Regions from separate parts of the Oryctolagus cuniculus genome. Here regions 2 and 3 are each linked to region 1. Evidence: chromatin contacts called from public Hi-C data. All regions are on one chromosome and are shown on one strand. Each heading gives the region's core, a stretch centred on a gene start, on an enhancer-like site or on the middle of the called end of the contact. The rest is flanking DNA. Distances are from core to core; before and after follow the strand shown.

Evidence for each region. Hi-C and Micro-C count contacts between places; a contact is called where the count stands out from the background.
Region 2: a Hi-C map of psoas muscle shows a contact between it and region 1, with 6 times the contacts expected there. The contact joins the enhancer-like site here to the promoter of CHN2 in region 1. A contact is called at or near these places in 3 of 6 Hi-C or Micro-C datasets (ear pinna, psoas muscle and an unstated tissue).
Region 3: a Hi-C map of an unstated tissue shows a contact between it and region 1, with 6 times the contacts expected there. The contact joins the enhancer-like site here to the promoter of CHN2 in region 1. A contact is called at or near these places in 2 of 6 Hi-C or Micro-C datasets (ear pinna and an unstated tissue).

What each region holds. Positions count from the first base shown.
Region 1 is chr16:20,755,478-20,760,369 of mOryCun1.1, forward strand. CHN2 (chimerin 2) reads left to right here and starts at 2,260. Exons shown (of 13, transcript XM_070059690.1): 1 at 2,260-2,734. The coding sequence starts at 2,686.
Region 2 is chr16:20,500,933-20,505,824 of mOryCun1.1, forward strand. No RefSeq gene overlaps it. Among named protein-coding and RNA genes, the nearest start is that of TRIL, 30 kb to the right of the region's middle. Within about 2 kb of position 2,964, at least 1 of the 8 cell types and tissues checked has an H3K27ac peak or open chromatin away from gene starts, as enhancers often do.
Region 3 is chr16:20,908,401-20,913,292 of mOryCun1.1, forward strand. The region is part of intron 2 of CHN2 (chimerin 2); the gene reads left to right. Among named protein-coding and RNA genes, the nearest start is that of CHN2, 150 kb to the left of the region's middle. Within about 2 kb of position 2,856, at least 1 of the 8 cell types and tissues checked has an H3K27ac peak or open chromatin away from gene starts, as enhancers often do.

The DNA.
Region 1 (4,892 bases), core at 1,010-3,509:
CCTGCAACAACTAGGACTGGGCCAGGCTGTAGCCACGAGCTGGGAATGAAGTCCAGGTCTCCTATGTGGATAGCAAGGACCCAGCTACTTGAGCCATCACGTGCCGCCTTCCAGGGTGGCCATTAGTGGGAAGCTGGGACAGGGGGCTGGAGTCAAGTCCCAAACCCAGGCACTCCGATGCGGGAGGCTGGTGTCTTCACGGCTAAGCCAGACAGCTGCCCCCTATTTGTTGTCTGGAATCATGAAAGTCATCTACGTGACCGGGCCATGCTTTGCTTTCTCTAAGTAACTAAAGCTTATGAAGGCAATGCTATCGATGCTACCATCCGAACTGCACAAATAGAGTCTGAGTTGCATTTCTGTGACTTCAGAGTAATGAAACTTATACTTGTTGCTCAATTTGGGACAAGAAAGGTGTAGCTCGTGGGTCAGGGAGGAGCTGTTTCCCCTGGTAGAACAAATCACTGCTGATTAGCTGTCTCCTGATAAAAAGAAAGTTGCTTAAACTACAGGCAGGATCCTTCAGGCAGCAATTTACAATTGGTTGGGAACATGGACTTTGGGCCAGGAGCATTGTGGTTTTGTACATATCTCATTTAACCGTCACTTAACACACTCCCTTATCTGGGTTTTTTGTTGTTGTTGCAGGTGAGGCCCACCAAGTCAGTCATTTGCTAAAGATCTCACGGCTGGCAAGGGGACGACCCAGGGTGTGAACCCAGGTTTGTCTTCTTCAAAGCCGGAGGAGCAACACTCCTGCTGGGGTGCAGGGCCGAGCCATTGAAAGACCTGCAGGGATGCAGGCCAAGGCCACCTTCCATTAGGACCTGGGGAAGGGGGGAGTTCTGCTCCTAGAGAGAGGTCAAGGGCATGCAGCTCCCTGAAGGGTTCCCAGTGCAGTTGCACCAAGGCTGCCCGGCACAAAAGAGGGAGATGTTGGGAGAGGATGGAGGAAGCGACCAGGCAGCACGGCTTACAAGGTGCAAGCCGATGATGGCCTGAAAAACACGGTCCGAGGCCACTGGCAGGCACTGCCCGGCCCTGCGCGCTTCAGCAAGCCACACTTTAAAGAAGCAGCCTTACTGGGAAGACACACTGGCATCCTGCAGGGAACGCATATGGCCGACATCATCTGGGGAGCATGACATGGGTGCGTACTGTGATTACTTAACATTTATTATCCACACGGTGTTAGCTCCACGTGGACCCCCCCAGGACCTGGCTGCTGTTCCCCAGTCGCTTCCGCTAATTTTTAAATTGACTATGTCCTTTTAGCCGTGTTTTCAGAAATTGAGCCACCCCGACGTGAACACTTTCCATTTTGCTATATAATGAGAGCATTTTCGTTCCTTTAATGTTTGCTTTTCCCTTTGATCTACCAATTTCTGTTCAAATTTCACAGTTTTCTGTTGCTTCAGGATTCAAAGAACCGATTGCCCTGCTGGGAGCGTGAAACAGACTTAAAAAATCTGTGTGATACTTCCTCCCAGTGAAATTAATTGAGGTTTAAATGGGGGTGGGAGGAGGCACACACCTTGCACGGCAGTCTGTCTCACACCTGAGTGGTCCCTGGCCCTTAAAGGGTGCAGTCAGACCCTCTGCCAAGTCTCCGGGCTCTTGGGAGGCTCTTCTGCCCGACGTAGTCGGAGAATCTCTTTGACACTGGCTTTGTGTGAGCCCCAGTTAGCACACTCAGGACGTCCGTTTCTTTGAAGGCCACTCTCCGAAGCCCCGTTGCCCCGGCGGGCACAGTCCGTGCCTGGGATACTTAAGTGTAGCTGGAGTGGCTTCCGGGGTGTTTGGGGAGCTGGGCAGGGGTCTTCAGCTCCAGAAAAACAAAGGACAAATCTGGAAGGCAGTGGAAGGCGCGCTGCCCAGCCGCCCTGGCCATTCCTGAGCCCCTCGGCCCAGCCCCGCGTCCAGCGCGATCCCGCCCTCGCCCTCCGGGTCGCCGGGCGCCACCGCCTCCCCCTGCAGCCCCGCCCGGTCGCCTTCAGACCCCGCGAGCAGCGCTGGGCGCGGCAGCCGCGCCCCCGCCGGCCTCTCCAGCACCTCGGGGGCCGCTCCCACCCTCGGCTTCCCTCCCGCCAGCCCCCGAGGCAGGAGCTGTCAAGCCCGCGGCAGCTGAACCAGCCCGCGGCTCCGCTCCTTCCTTTGTGTGCGCGCGAGCCGGGCTGGGGCGGAGGGAGGAGGGGGAGGTCGCGCTGTCGGTGTGTCTCCCGCCGCCGGTGCCCGTGCAGCTCAGAGTACGGCCGCGGAGGCGGGAGCCCAGCCCGAGGGTGAGCGCAGGGCTGGCGGGGCGGCTCGGGGCCGCCGGCGCGCCCAGGTCCCAGCCGCGCGCGGGGTAGCGCCGACGGCCGTGACGCTCGGCCAGAGCCCCGACCCGCGCGCCCGGCCAGCCGACCCCCGTGCGCCCTGCGCTCGCACCTTCCTCTCCCAGGCCCCCCGAGAAAAGCGCGCAAAGGCGCGGAGAGGGACGGAAACCACAAATAAATAGCGGCGGCAGCAGCGCGTCATCTGGTGGAGCAGGAAGTGCAGGCAGAGTCCGGAGGCTCGTGCTTTCTGCGCGTCCCCAGCACTTTGCCATGGGCTGGGGGCCGCGGAGGCTGCGAGCGGCCGACCCAGGACAGCGGCGGCGGCGCCGGCAGCGCGGCTGAGCGAGCAGCGACGCGCGGGGCGCCCGAGATGGCTGCGTCCAGCAACTCCAGCCTGTCCGGCTCCTCGGTGTCCTCCGGTGAGTTCCAGCTCCGCGGGCGCGGCGGCCGTGCCGGGGCGCGCCCCCTGCCCTCGCCCCGCGCCCTGGCACGCCCCGAGCTACCTGTGGCGGGCCGGCGGCGCTCCACGGCGGGGCTGGCGTGCGGGGGGCACACTCGTTCGGCTGCCGGAGGGCCCCTCGGCGCCCACCGCACCTAGGCGCCGACAGCTGACAGAGCCGAGGCGGGCGGCGGTGGCGCCCTCCGTGTGCGGGCGCCGGGGTGCTGGGCTGCGGGCGCAGCAGGCGCGCGGCGAAAGGAGCCTGGCAACCTCGCGCTGGGTGGCGCCGCGGGAGTTGGGGGCCGGCGGGGCGGGGAAGCTTAGGGCGAAGCGGGGCGCCCCCGACCTGTTGGCGGCGCGGCGCCCGCCACCCTGGATACCCAAATCCCAAGGCGAGGGGCGCACACCCTGGCTCCTCGCAGACTTGGTTTTCTTTCTTTGTTTCAGAAATGAGCGCTGTGGAGACGCTCGCTTGAGGCACGGGTGGGAGGTCGCAGCGGGGTGGGCTGGTGTCCTGGTCTTGATGGAAGTGGGTTTGGGGAAGCGAGGTCGAACCCAGCTCCTGACTCGGCACCTTTACATTGTGTGTGTGTGTGTGTGTGTGTGTGTGTGTGTGTGTGTAGAGAGAGAGAGAGAGAGAGACTGACTGACTGACTCTCCTTGGACATTTCCTTAGGATACTCTGTAATTTTACTTTGAAGGCGAACATTTCACCCCTTTGCAGTGTGGCTGAGCAAAGGGAAGGCTTATTTGAGCCTTTCTACAGTTGATCAGCGGATCTAACTGGAGAAAAAATTAGCTAACGACTCTGAAGGAGTAGGAATCAATGGACAGACTCCGATTCCTGAGTATGACAGGTTTCTAATCAGAATGATGCATTAGGCAGGGCTCCCCGCGTCTGTGGTCACTGAGAACTCTAATGGCAAGCCCTGAAGGGCTGGCTGGTGTGTACCAGGCAGTATTGAAGGGGCAGGAAGGTCTTGAGTCCTAATGGAAGTGCTCGATGTGTTAATAACGTATTAAGCCCTGTTGTGGTCTTTTTATTGTTCCCAAATTAAACTCCAAGGCAGGGACGCCTTTTGGGAGGCATTGGCCAGCCAGCCAGGCATAAAAGGAGCCATATCTATAGACACGAAACTGATCAGACCTTACATGTGGGGTGAGTCTGACAGAGGCGCGATTGTGGTGTGGCTCCAGGTGATCATTGGAAAGCCATCTGTTATCTTTCTTTGGCAGGTGTCATTCCAGGGAAATGTCACTTCCTTTCTCCATCGCTGCCAACTAATCACAAACACAGCCTTGTGCGGTTCACAACCTAGTTCAAGTTTTTGCCAGTAGCAGCTAAGGGGGCAGAGCAGTCCTATCTTATTAAGCGCAGCAACAAGTCGACCGCCTGTGGTTTGAATTCTGAGAACTCAGCAAATGCTGCAGCTTATTTTTAGTACCCTCAAACCGCTGCTGCTGCTTCTCAATTCATTTTGGTTGACTAACATTGAACTTAAAACATAGTGATGTTGGCTGACTTGTTAGCGTATGGCTTTCCCGCCCTGAAAACTGCCCACGAGAAAATCAACTGGTGGAGGAGAGATGGCGAAGGGACGGTAGGAGCAGGAGAGAGAGGCACAAGTTGGCCGGCTGACTTACTGGGGCGCTAGTAACGCCGCCGTGCGGGGTGAGTTTTTGGATCCTCATGCAGCTTTACAGAACCAGATTGAAAGCCCTGACTCAGCCCTGGGAAGGATACCTTGCGTAGAAGCAGCAGGGTGCACGCCCTAGCTGATGGTGATGGCTTTCCAGATAGGACAGAGCTGCTAACCACGGTCCTCGCTCCTGCCTTGTGTTCCTCTGGGACAGAAACTGGGGAATTACGTGACGGCTGAAATTCCAAGAGTGGACATGATTGTGTTATTTGGAGCCCGTGAACTTACATTGCCTAATTCACTGATTAATCAGGCACTTTGGAAAAACATGGAATTGTGGTTCTCTGATTTAAGCACCCTTAGCATTGTGTGGATCATGAATAATTCAGAGGAGAGAAGCAATTCACACCTGGGAGGTGTTGGGCAGGCAAGAACAGAGGCTCTTTGTGGTGGCAGCTGGGCTGTCCCTGAGAAATTAGGGCCCTTCGTGCAGTGCAT
Region 2 (4,892 bases), core at 1,714-4,213, 250 kb before region 1:
CCTTCCCCCGCCTCCGCAGCTTAACCCTCAGAGCGAGGGGTGATCAGGAGTCTGCTAGCCACCCTGGGCCTTTCTCAGCTGCGCAGATAAGCGAGCGCTGGGCAGGGGCGATGGCTGTTACACTAAGGCGCTCTCCGCGCAGACGGATCCCGGGGATGAACCGCAGCTTGCTCACCGTTGTGGTGGTTTCTTCTTTCTCTTCCACACCGCCCCCCATTTGGTTTACCAACTAGCAAAGGCAAACAGCACCATGCCGGCTCTCGGTGCAACGCCCATCGTTAGGTCCACACGGCCCTTCATTCCATATCGAGTCCTAACACATCAGTGGACCTGAATTCACTGTTTCCGTCACCTGCAGCAGGCACTTCACAGCACCAAAGACGGATGGGCGTCGCTGGTCACCTGTCCCTGGGACTCTGCTCTGAGAACGTGGAATCCGCGGGCTTGAGCCCTTGGTGGAGTTACACGTGTAAGTCCCCACAGTGGCCACCAGAGGGCGGCACGCAAAGCTACTGGGCCCGCACAGCCGACACCTGTTGCTCTTTCGCCTGCACGTGCGCCGTGCCTGCCCTCCTGGGCTAGTATTTTTAAAATTAGATCATATAATTGATTAGCTATTACGAATCCCTTACCCAGTTAGTAAACGCGACAGTGCAGGCAAAATGCCTTATTCGGTGCCACTAAATGTTTAATGCCGTTTATTAAGAATACTTAGGAACTTGCTATTTTTATCGTCGCCCCTAACCCATTTTGAAAAGAGAAGGCACTACCCATTGCTGCTACCTTATTCCTAGGAAATATGTCCTCGCTCAGGCTCTCGCCGGGTTATCATGTCGCTCTCGAGTTGCTGGATCAACCCCAGTACACACAGGTGGCTCCGGCCAGGCATTCTTTAAATACTTTTGATTTTTTTGCTAAATATCTCTTTAAACGCCTCCCATGGCCCCATTACCACGTATTTTGCGAAAATGCACACACTGTACTCACAATTCCTACCACTGCCTTGGGGGGAGCAGTCCCTGAGAAAACCACATTCTCCCCACGACCACCGCCCGCGCCAGTGGGGCTTGACGGACAGACAGGACAGCCCCTCGGCACACCCACGCCACAGGTGAGCCGGCCCCGTCTCACAGATGCCGGCGACCCCCGCTCCATCTGCAGTACGGCGGAGAGGCACGCGTGCTTGATTTCAACAACAAGCCGACTTTCGGCCGCGGATCCACTCCCATCGCAGGGCCGCGAGCCGCAGTGAGCCCCGCGGCCACGCGGTGGCGCCATCTGCTCGCGGGATACAGCGGGGCCGCGCCTCGGAGAACGCCTCGTCCCGCCCGAAGGCCGGCTCCCGCGACCCGCCGCGACCATCGCCACGACCATCGCCACCCCTGCGACACCTCACCCGCCTGAGGGGCGGGGAGCGAGGTGGGCGTCGCGGCGCCTCACGCATCTGCCTGTGCTCACAGCCCCCGTCTGCACGGCGGGCTCCTGCTGAGCGCGACCCGAGCCCGGACCTCGCCTGGGCCACCCCCAAGCCGCCCCTGCACAGCCACTCCTGTGTCATTGTCCCCGTCTGCCCCGCCACTCGCAGGGCCGTGCGATCCCCTCCACACCGCGACGCCTGGTGCTGGAAGTTTCCCCCGCCTCCCCCGCGGGTGCCGGACCGCCCGCGGCCCCCCGCGCCAGGTCTGTTTTCAGCTGCTTAGGGCGGGTTTGGGTGCTGGCAGGGTGGGGCTCCCGGTGGACATTGAGGGTACTGACATGCACACGGCGGGGGGGACCCCCGGCCCGTGCCACCTCTGCTTTTAGGGGGCGTCCTAGCAGCGGAGTCTAACGCGGGGTTCAGGCTGGGCCAGCCCGGGGGCGCCGTCACAAGACAGTGACAAGGGAGCAAAAGGTTATTTAACAAACACTCACGCCGCAGGTTTCTGTCCTTTCAGGGCGCCTGGGATAGTAGTAGAAGACGGCCCAGTGCCTGGGCCCCTGCACCTGCGTGGCAGACCCTGACGAAGCTCCTGGCTTCAGATCAGCTCGCTCGCGCTCTCTCTCTCTCTCTCTCTCTCTCCACCCCGAATCCATCCCTTAAAATCTGATTTTTGGAGATCTTAAAATCAGAACTACTTTACTAGCTCAGTTTCTGGGTTGTGCATGTTCACTCTCTGCTGAATGAAATGCCAGCTCCCACAGCCTAAGTCAAACTTTATTTTCTGGGAAGGATTCATCTTTCGGTGAAGACAACGCAAGTGTCTACCGCACCGTCCTACCGGGCGCTCTGTCCCTGGGGCTAGTTCCTTTGGGGTGAGGTCGCACACACCAACGAGCCCAAAGAGATCTCCATGCGATCTAACAGTGTGCTGCTCCCACTTGGGGTGGGGGGATTTATAACATGGTTCGGGGGCCATACAAAATGATCAACTTAAAATCAGCCGGCAGCACCGGCCTCCCCTATGGGCGCAGGTCCGAGTCCCGGCTGCTCCACTTCCGATCCAGCTCTCTGCTATGGCCTGGGAAAGCAGTAGGAGATGGCCCAGGTGCTTGGGCCCCCACACCCACGTAGGAGACCGGGAAGAAGCTCCTGGCTCCTGGCTTCGGATCGGCGCAACTCCAGACATCTTGGGGAGCGAACCAGCGGATGGAAGACGGGGTCAGGGCTAACACCCTATCACCCGTGGACAAAGCATTAGAACAGGCCCTGGATGTCTGGTGCTAAGCGGCCTCCCCGTGCTCTCCACACCGTCACTAACTCGCGCGGGGCGGCGCCGCTGACCACAGGAACCCCCTCTTGGTGGGGGGGGAGGGGGTTCTGGAGGCCCCGCCCAGAGACCGCGGCCCAGCTCGTGTGCTGCCGCCGCTGAGCCGTGCGGGCTCTCACGGACCCACGGCCTTCCCGTCGGGCGTCTGCAGCCACGGGATGTTCTCTCTGCTCTCGCGGCTGTCGGGGCGCGCAGGAAGGGGCGGCGTGGCCTGGGCGGAGCCCGGCTCCCGCTTCCCGCCCGACCCCGCCGCGGCGCGTGTGCCGCCCGAAGCAGCGCCTGCCTTCTACGAAGTGGCCGCTGGGGGGCAGGCTAGTGCAAGAAGCAGCACCTGCTCGCAGGCTCCAGCTGAATCCCCAGGCAGGAAAATGCAATTAGGATGGGACAGGATGCGGGGGCAGGGACCGCGAAGGAGTGTGGGGATTCCACTTCTCCGGAGCCACGCGCCCCCACCCCAAATTCCAACACTTACCCGAATGACAAAACACTATGGGAGAACAGCCACTTTTTTGTCTCTTAGTTTTGGGCAGCTGGACTGCGTGTGCTCCTGGAGATGAGAACGGGCTAATTTCTAAGTCCTTCACTGCTCCCAAGCCCAGGGTAGATGCCGAAGGAGTGGACCTTGGCCAGGGAAGTTTGCCCTCCGGGGACAGCTGGCCAGGCCTGGTGATGTTTGGGGAGGCAGAGCCAGGGCTGAGTGCCGTGCAGAGAAAGGCATCCAACGGCCAAGGCCAGGCGCATCTGCAGAGACCCCCACACGCACACACACATGAGGAAGCGCGTGGCTGCACGGGTCCGTGTCCATGGGGCCCAGCCGGTCAAGGCCTGGCCCATGCAGCCGCTCTACTCGTCACATCCCTAGGACCCTAGAGCGCAGTGTGGCCATGGGTTAACCCCGCGCACCCTTCCAGCCCGCATCCTTTCCAGACGCTGACCTGGTCTGTTTGGCTGAAAGGCCCACCCTGGAGAGGCCCACTGCCTGCAAGCCCCAGGCTCTGCTACCCGCCAGCCTCCCAAGGGCACCGCAGGTAGCACATGGGCTCTCTGCAGGGTGCTGCCGACCTCTGTGAAAATGAGGGTAAAAAACAAGGTCATTTGGGGGCAAAACAGCTTTGAAAATCCATGCATAGTTTGTCCATCACATGCATTTTCCATGAAGGCGCTGCAGGCCTGTACGGGTGTCGGGATGATGCACCTCTAACAGGATGTAGCCCAAGTTCACCCGCAAGGCCCCTCGCTGTTAACCAGTATGCGGCGGCTACGTGGGGGGCGCTCCCATTTCTTTTTTCCCCGAGGTCACATGGGCTGAGGCCTAAATCCTTCCCCAGCAAGTTCCTGAACCTCTGTGGGCCTCAATTTTCCCATCTCTAAAATGGGTGTGGTAACAGTACTCATTGCATAAAGATTAAATTAACTAATACAAGTATTGCTGATCCAGTGCCTGGCACACGATGAGTGCTAAGATATAAGTAACTGAAAGTAGGAGGGGTGAACTGAAAACAAAAGTGATACCAAATGATGGGCTGGCAGTGGCCGGGGCTTCCTGGGCCAGGATCCCAGGGGCACCCATGTTCAGGGGCTGGGCTGGAGGGAACGGCATCCCCGACACAGGAGCTGCACGTTCGGTCCAGTCTTCTAGTTCTACCACGCAGGTCCCCTGCACACAGAGTCCCTGGTCACAACCCAGAGGCAGGCCTGAGACCCACGGGCCTGGGCCGCAGCTCGACACCTTCTCCCCTGTGATCAATAACCGCAGTATCGATGGGACCGGGTTGACAAACTTCTCCACGGCTCGCGGTCTGGGCCCATCCTCCGCCGGCCCTCTGAGGTGCCTGCTGTCTCGCGGGCACTCGGTTCAAAGGGCCCCGAAACAAGCTCTGCCTTTGCCTCTGCCCAGCAGGGTTCACCTTGAGAACAATGGACAGCGAATGAGGTCAAACACGGTGCCCACACGGCCAGGGCGCTGCAGCACCGCCATCCACTCTGTCCTCGGCTGCCCAGGCAGGCGGTGAGTGACTGCTCATGTTCGGGCTGCCCTGGTTGCTGAGGCCACCAGGGCATGGAAGCCACTGAGAGGATAATGAGAGGGACAGGGACAAAGCAGCAAACACTGAACCGCATGACAAGAGAGTCACGGGGCCGGCG
Region 3 (4,892 bases), core at 1,606-4,105, 150 kb after region 1:
AAATCCAAGAAAACTATCAGAATATTAAATTTGTTTTGTTTTAAATGGCCTGTCGGTAAACCCATTCTGAACTGTGGCAATCACCACATCCTTCTCTTAAGTGCTCACAGAGCATCCTTGGGGAGAATAATTTTGTGTATTCATGTAAAACTCATTAGCATATCACTTATGGTATCCATATTTTTCCCTCACACACTTTTTAACTCCAGCAATTATGTGTCTCTCACATCTTTTCCAAATGGAGTACATTTCTTGCCACCACATTGGCCTTAGTTTAAAAATGTGTGATTTGCAGTGGGTGTAGACTGTGTTAGTAGAACTGTGTGTTTACCTTCATTGACCATTGTTGGCCATAATTGACTTATTTGGTATCTGATTCCTAGTATGAAGCATTAATTCCAGTTATGAGATTGTTCCTAAACAAAAGTTGGTCCACTTCCAATGATTCATTTTATGGAGTTACCTCTATGTTTTTGTTTCGTTTATTTTTTATTTGAGAAGTAGAGAAAGAGTGCTCCCATCTGCTGGTTCACTCCCCAGTTGCAAGGTAGTAGCCAGGAACTCCATCGGGGTCACCCACATAGATATGGCAGAAACCCAGCTACTGGAGATGTCACCACTGACTCCAGGAAGCTGGAATCGGGAGTGACGACGGGCATCGCACCCAGGCACCACCGGGTCAAACATCCACCTCCAGTCCAGGTTTTAATGCTAACTACAGTGCCTTTGGTTACAAGCAACAGAATGCTCCATGAATCCCATTGACTGACCTAACCAAAAAGTCCAGAGGCACTTGACTTCAGGCATGATTTATTCCAGCAACTTAAATGCCATTGGCAGAACCCTGTCTGTATCTATTCCTTTCTTGGTTCTAGGTTTGGCTCCACACTTAGTCTGTTCTTCTCTTGTGATTCCCTAGGTAGCTACCAGTAACACCAGGACTATTGCGTCCTCCTTCAAAAACAGCAAGCAAAGAGACAACCCATTTTCTTGACCCTGCAAACAAAGTCACTGTTCAGTCACTATTGACTGGCTTACTTGCCTGTTCTTCACTCCATTGCTGCAATGGGCTGAATGCCCCAAACCGATTCGGACCTATCGCTGGGTCTCAGGGCAAGATCCATCTTATGTCCACATGGCTTAAAAACTTGTGGTAATGTTAGGAGGAGGGAGGGGGAGATGGATGTTACGAAGCAGCTGCAAATCCTGACTTATAAATGTAGAGAATTAAGGAAATTTTAGAAGTCAGCCCTCAATATTTTATACAAATAGTGCTCATTAATTACTCATTCAACAGACACATACTAAATCTCTGCATTTGTGAAATCTATGCCTTCATTGTGCTCACAGTACTTGGAATTGTGGAACCTTAAGGATGAATAGGAGTGGGTCTTGCTTCCTTTTACCCTGGTTTCCCCTCCTTCCCTTAGAAGCTAACATTATCAAGTTCTTGGCTACTTTCACAGAATAATCTTGTCCCAAAGTCTCCTGCATTGGTGCTAATCTGTTGTTCTCAAAACTCAAAAACATTGATGAAGTCACTGAGAAAGATTTAATTTCTATGCCCTAAAAAGACATTATCTTCAAGTTCAGTGGGAAAAAAAATAAAGCCACGTTCTAATGCTTATGCCAGAACTGTATGAACTATGTGCCCCCAGCAGACAAGTTCAAATCCAACCGTCATGGGTATGCTCTGAAAGATTTTCTTTTCTGAGAGGCCAAGTGCCAATTGGGCAGCTGGTGTGGTGGCTAACAGTGCTCCCAGGCGTCTGCCCTGGGCAGCAGGTTACGGAGTCCTAGCTTCTGCCAGTTTTCCTAAATAGGATTATAGAACCTCAAGTCCTGACCAGCAGACCCCCTGCATCAGAGCCACCTGGTGGGAGTATTTACAGTGATTGTCCCATAACTCTCTCCAGGCCTCTGATTATGAAAAGCAAGGTGGGGAACTGCAATATATTTATTTATGTTTAAGATTTATTTTATTTGAAGAGCAGGGTTAGAGGGAGAGGGAGAGAGAGAACATATGCTTCCTCTGCTGGTTCATTCCCCAAATGGCCACAATGACCAGGGTGGACCAGGCCAAAGCCAGGAACCAGGAGCTTCTTCTGGGTCTCCTATGAGGGTGCAGGGGCCCAAGGACTTGGGTCATCTTCTGCTTTCCCAGGTGCATTAGCAGCAAGCTGCATTGGAAGCAGAGTAGCTGGGACTTGAACCAGCACCCATATGGGGTACCGGCATTGCAGGAGGCAGCTTAACCCATTACACCACAATGCTATCCCAAGAACTGCAATTGATTAAGCCCCAAAGGTGTTCTTTCTGCACACTGATGTCCAGGACCCTGATTTGAAGGTATAAAAGCTGTTTCTTGGCTTTCTCCCAGTGCCACTAGGGAAGGGAAGTCAACTCCAGTAAAACTTGACTTTGTTAGCAAGGCAGGGTCCTCCCATGGCAGCCTGGGGGGCTGGGAAGCACCTGCAATTCCCTGCCTTTACCCTTGAGAAGTTCCCATGACCTCTGGCTCAGCCACATGACCGCGTGGCCGGACGCTATTCATGGGTCCACTTGTCCACTTTAGAAAGAAGTGGCCTGTGAGAAGCCATCCCCGTGGTCTCCTAGGGACTGATGGTCTGGACTGGGCTTCAGCATATGCAGCCATGAGTGCCCAGGTCATTGGCAGGGGTGGGTTGATTCTGTCCCCCAGGAGGGCCAGGCAAGCTTTCTTATTGCGGAAGAGGCAAGGTGAGCTCTGGATTGCTCATTCTGCTTTCAGATCCTTGGGGAGGTGGCTTCTACCCTTGCCCAACAGCTTATTCCCAGGCTAGGCCTTCCCTTGGGTACCACGGAGGGCTCTGGGCTGAGAGTGCTGGGAACGTATTCAGAACATTCCCGTGGGAGCAAATCCCAGCATGCCATTTCTCAGCTCCCAGCACTGCCCAAACAGTGACATTCAGCCTTGGATTTTGTTCACGAGATGTGTGTGTTGAGCAAAGAAAATCCAAGAAGTGACATTTTGAGATTGTGTGACAGGTTTCAGTTAGGGTAAGCATGTCTGGGAGGTGTTTCTTCCCGGGTGTGTGTTTGGTCATTGCTGACTGGGAAGGTGGTGGGCAGGCTGTCGATTAAAGCTAGAAGAGATCAGGCCCTGTTTTTCACCTGGCTGCTCTTGCCACGTTGCCTTCTCCTTATCTTTAGAGACAGATGCATTAGCCCTTGGCAGATACACTTGCGAGCCTGGTGGCCCACTCCCGTGGCTGCCAGCAGCACAGAGCAGCTCTTGCGACTCCAAGCCTGCTCAGCAAGATGCAAGTGATGGATGAGTGTCACATCTACCGTCAAGGGTGCAGAAGGGGGAGGCAGCCCCAGGGCTCTGCCCAGAGCCTCTGCCCTGCCCTCCTGCAAGTGGCCCCTGGGCTAGCAGTGCACTTGCTGGGTTTCCCACTTGGTGACTACTGCGTTTCTTTCTGCCACAGCCCAGAGTGGCTCCAGACCACCAGGCTTTGGGACTTAGCCTGTTGACGTAGGAGAGGAACTTTCCAGAAGGGCCCCATCGCCTGCCTCCCCTCCTTCTGCGTGTCTCAGGACTCAGCTCCTGGCTACCAGGCGGTTTTTCACCAAGTCCTGTCAATCATCCTGTGCAATCAACTACCTTCTCGCCTGCATTTCCACCAGTGTTACTGCAGCTTAGACCTTCACAGTCCCTTTTGTGTGCAAGTAAACCACTCTTCTCTCCTTCTCCCCCTCTCCCTCTACCCCTCCCCCTCCCCCTCCTTCTTCCCCTCCCTCCCCCCCCTCCACTGTTGCCCCTCTCTGATGCCTCTGAAGTGAGGGATCATTCCCGGAAATGGGGTCTGGGAAGCTGAATTTCGCAGCAGCGTCTCAGAGCTTCCCACACGGGATGCAGCCACCGTCTGCCAAAGCCGAGAGAGCAGGGTTTGGTTCAGGGATGCCGGCTCCGCACCTCGATGTTGCCCTGTTAGCCGTGTCACGCTGGCATTTTCTAAGATGGCAGGCATCTCCAGTGGTTTCCCAGGGAGTGAGAATGAGTCCCCTTGGGAGCATAACTGGGAAAATAAGATGCAGATAAGGCTTCTGGCACATAGTAGGTGTTCAAAAAGTGGAAGCCTCTGTTCCTCCATAGGCTCATCCTTGTCACCCTTGTTCTAAAACAGACGAGACTGCGTCCCCTTCCTGTTCAGGATGTGGTGCAGACGTCCGAGTCCAGCCTTGGGTGTGTGCCTCCCACACATCCACACCGGGGCCCAGCAGGTGCCTGCCACACATCCACACCGGGGCCCAGCAGGTGCCTCCCACACATCCACACCGGGGGCCCAGCAGGTGCCTGCCACACATCCACACCGGGGCCCAGCAGGTGCCTCCCACACATCCACACCGGGGCCCAGCAGGTGCCTCCCACACATCCACACCGGGGCCCAGCAGGTGCCTCCCACACATCCACACCGGGGCCCAGCAGGTGCCTCCCACACATCCACACCGGGGCCCAGCAGGTGCCTCCCACACATCCACACCGGGGCCCAGCAGGTGCCTCCCACACATCCACACCGGGGCCCAGCAGCCCTGATGGCCCCTCGCCGACTCTTGAGCAAACCATCCTCTCTTCCCCCTGCAGCTCTGCCTGCACCTGACTTTCACCTGCAGAAACCCTGTGCCTCTGCCCCTCACTGAGCCATCCCTGAGCATCAAGGCTTCCTCCTCTCTCCCGCATGAAAGCCAATGGCCCACCTTGCTTTGTTTTCTCTGCCCGCACCTTCCTCACTGGGTCCCAGGCTGCTCGAGGCACAGGCGATGGTCCCTGGGCTCTTAATTTCTTTACCCACCCACCACTCACCCAGTCTGCATGAAGCACCCACCATGTGCCAAGCACTGTTCTTGGT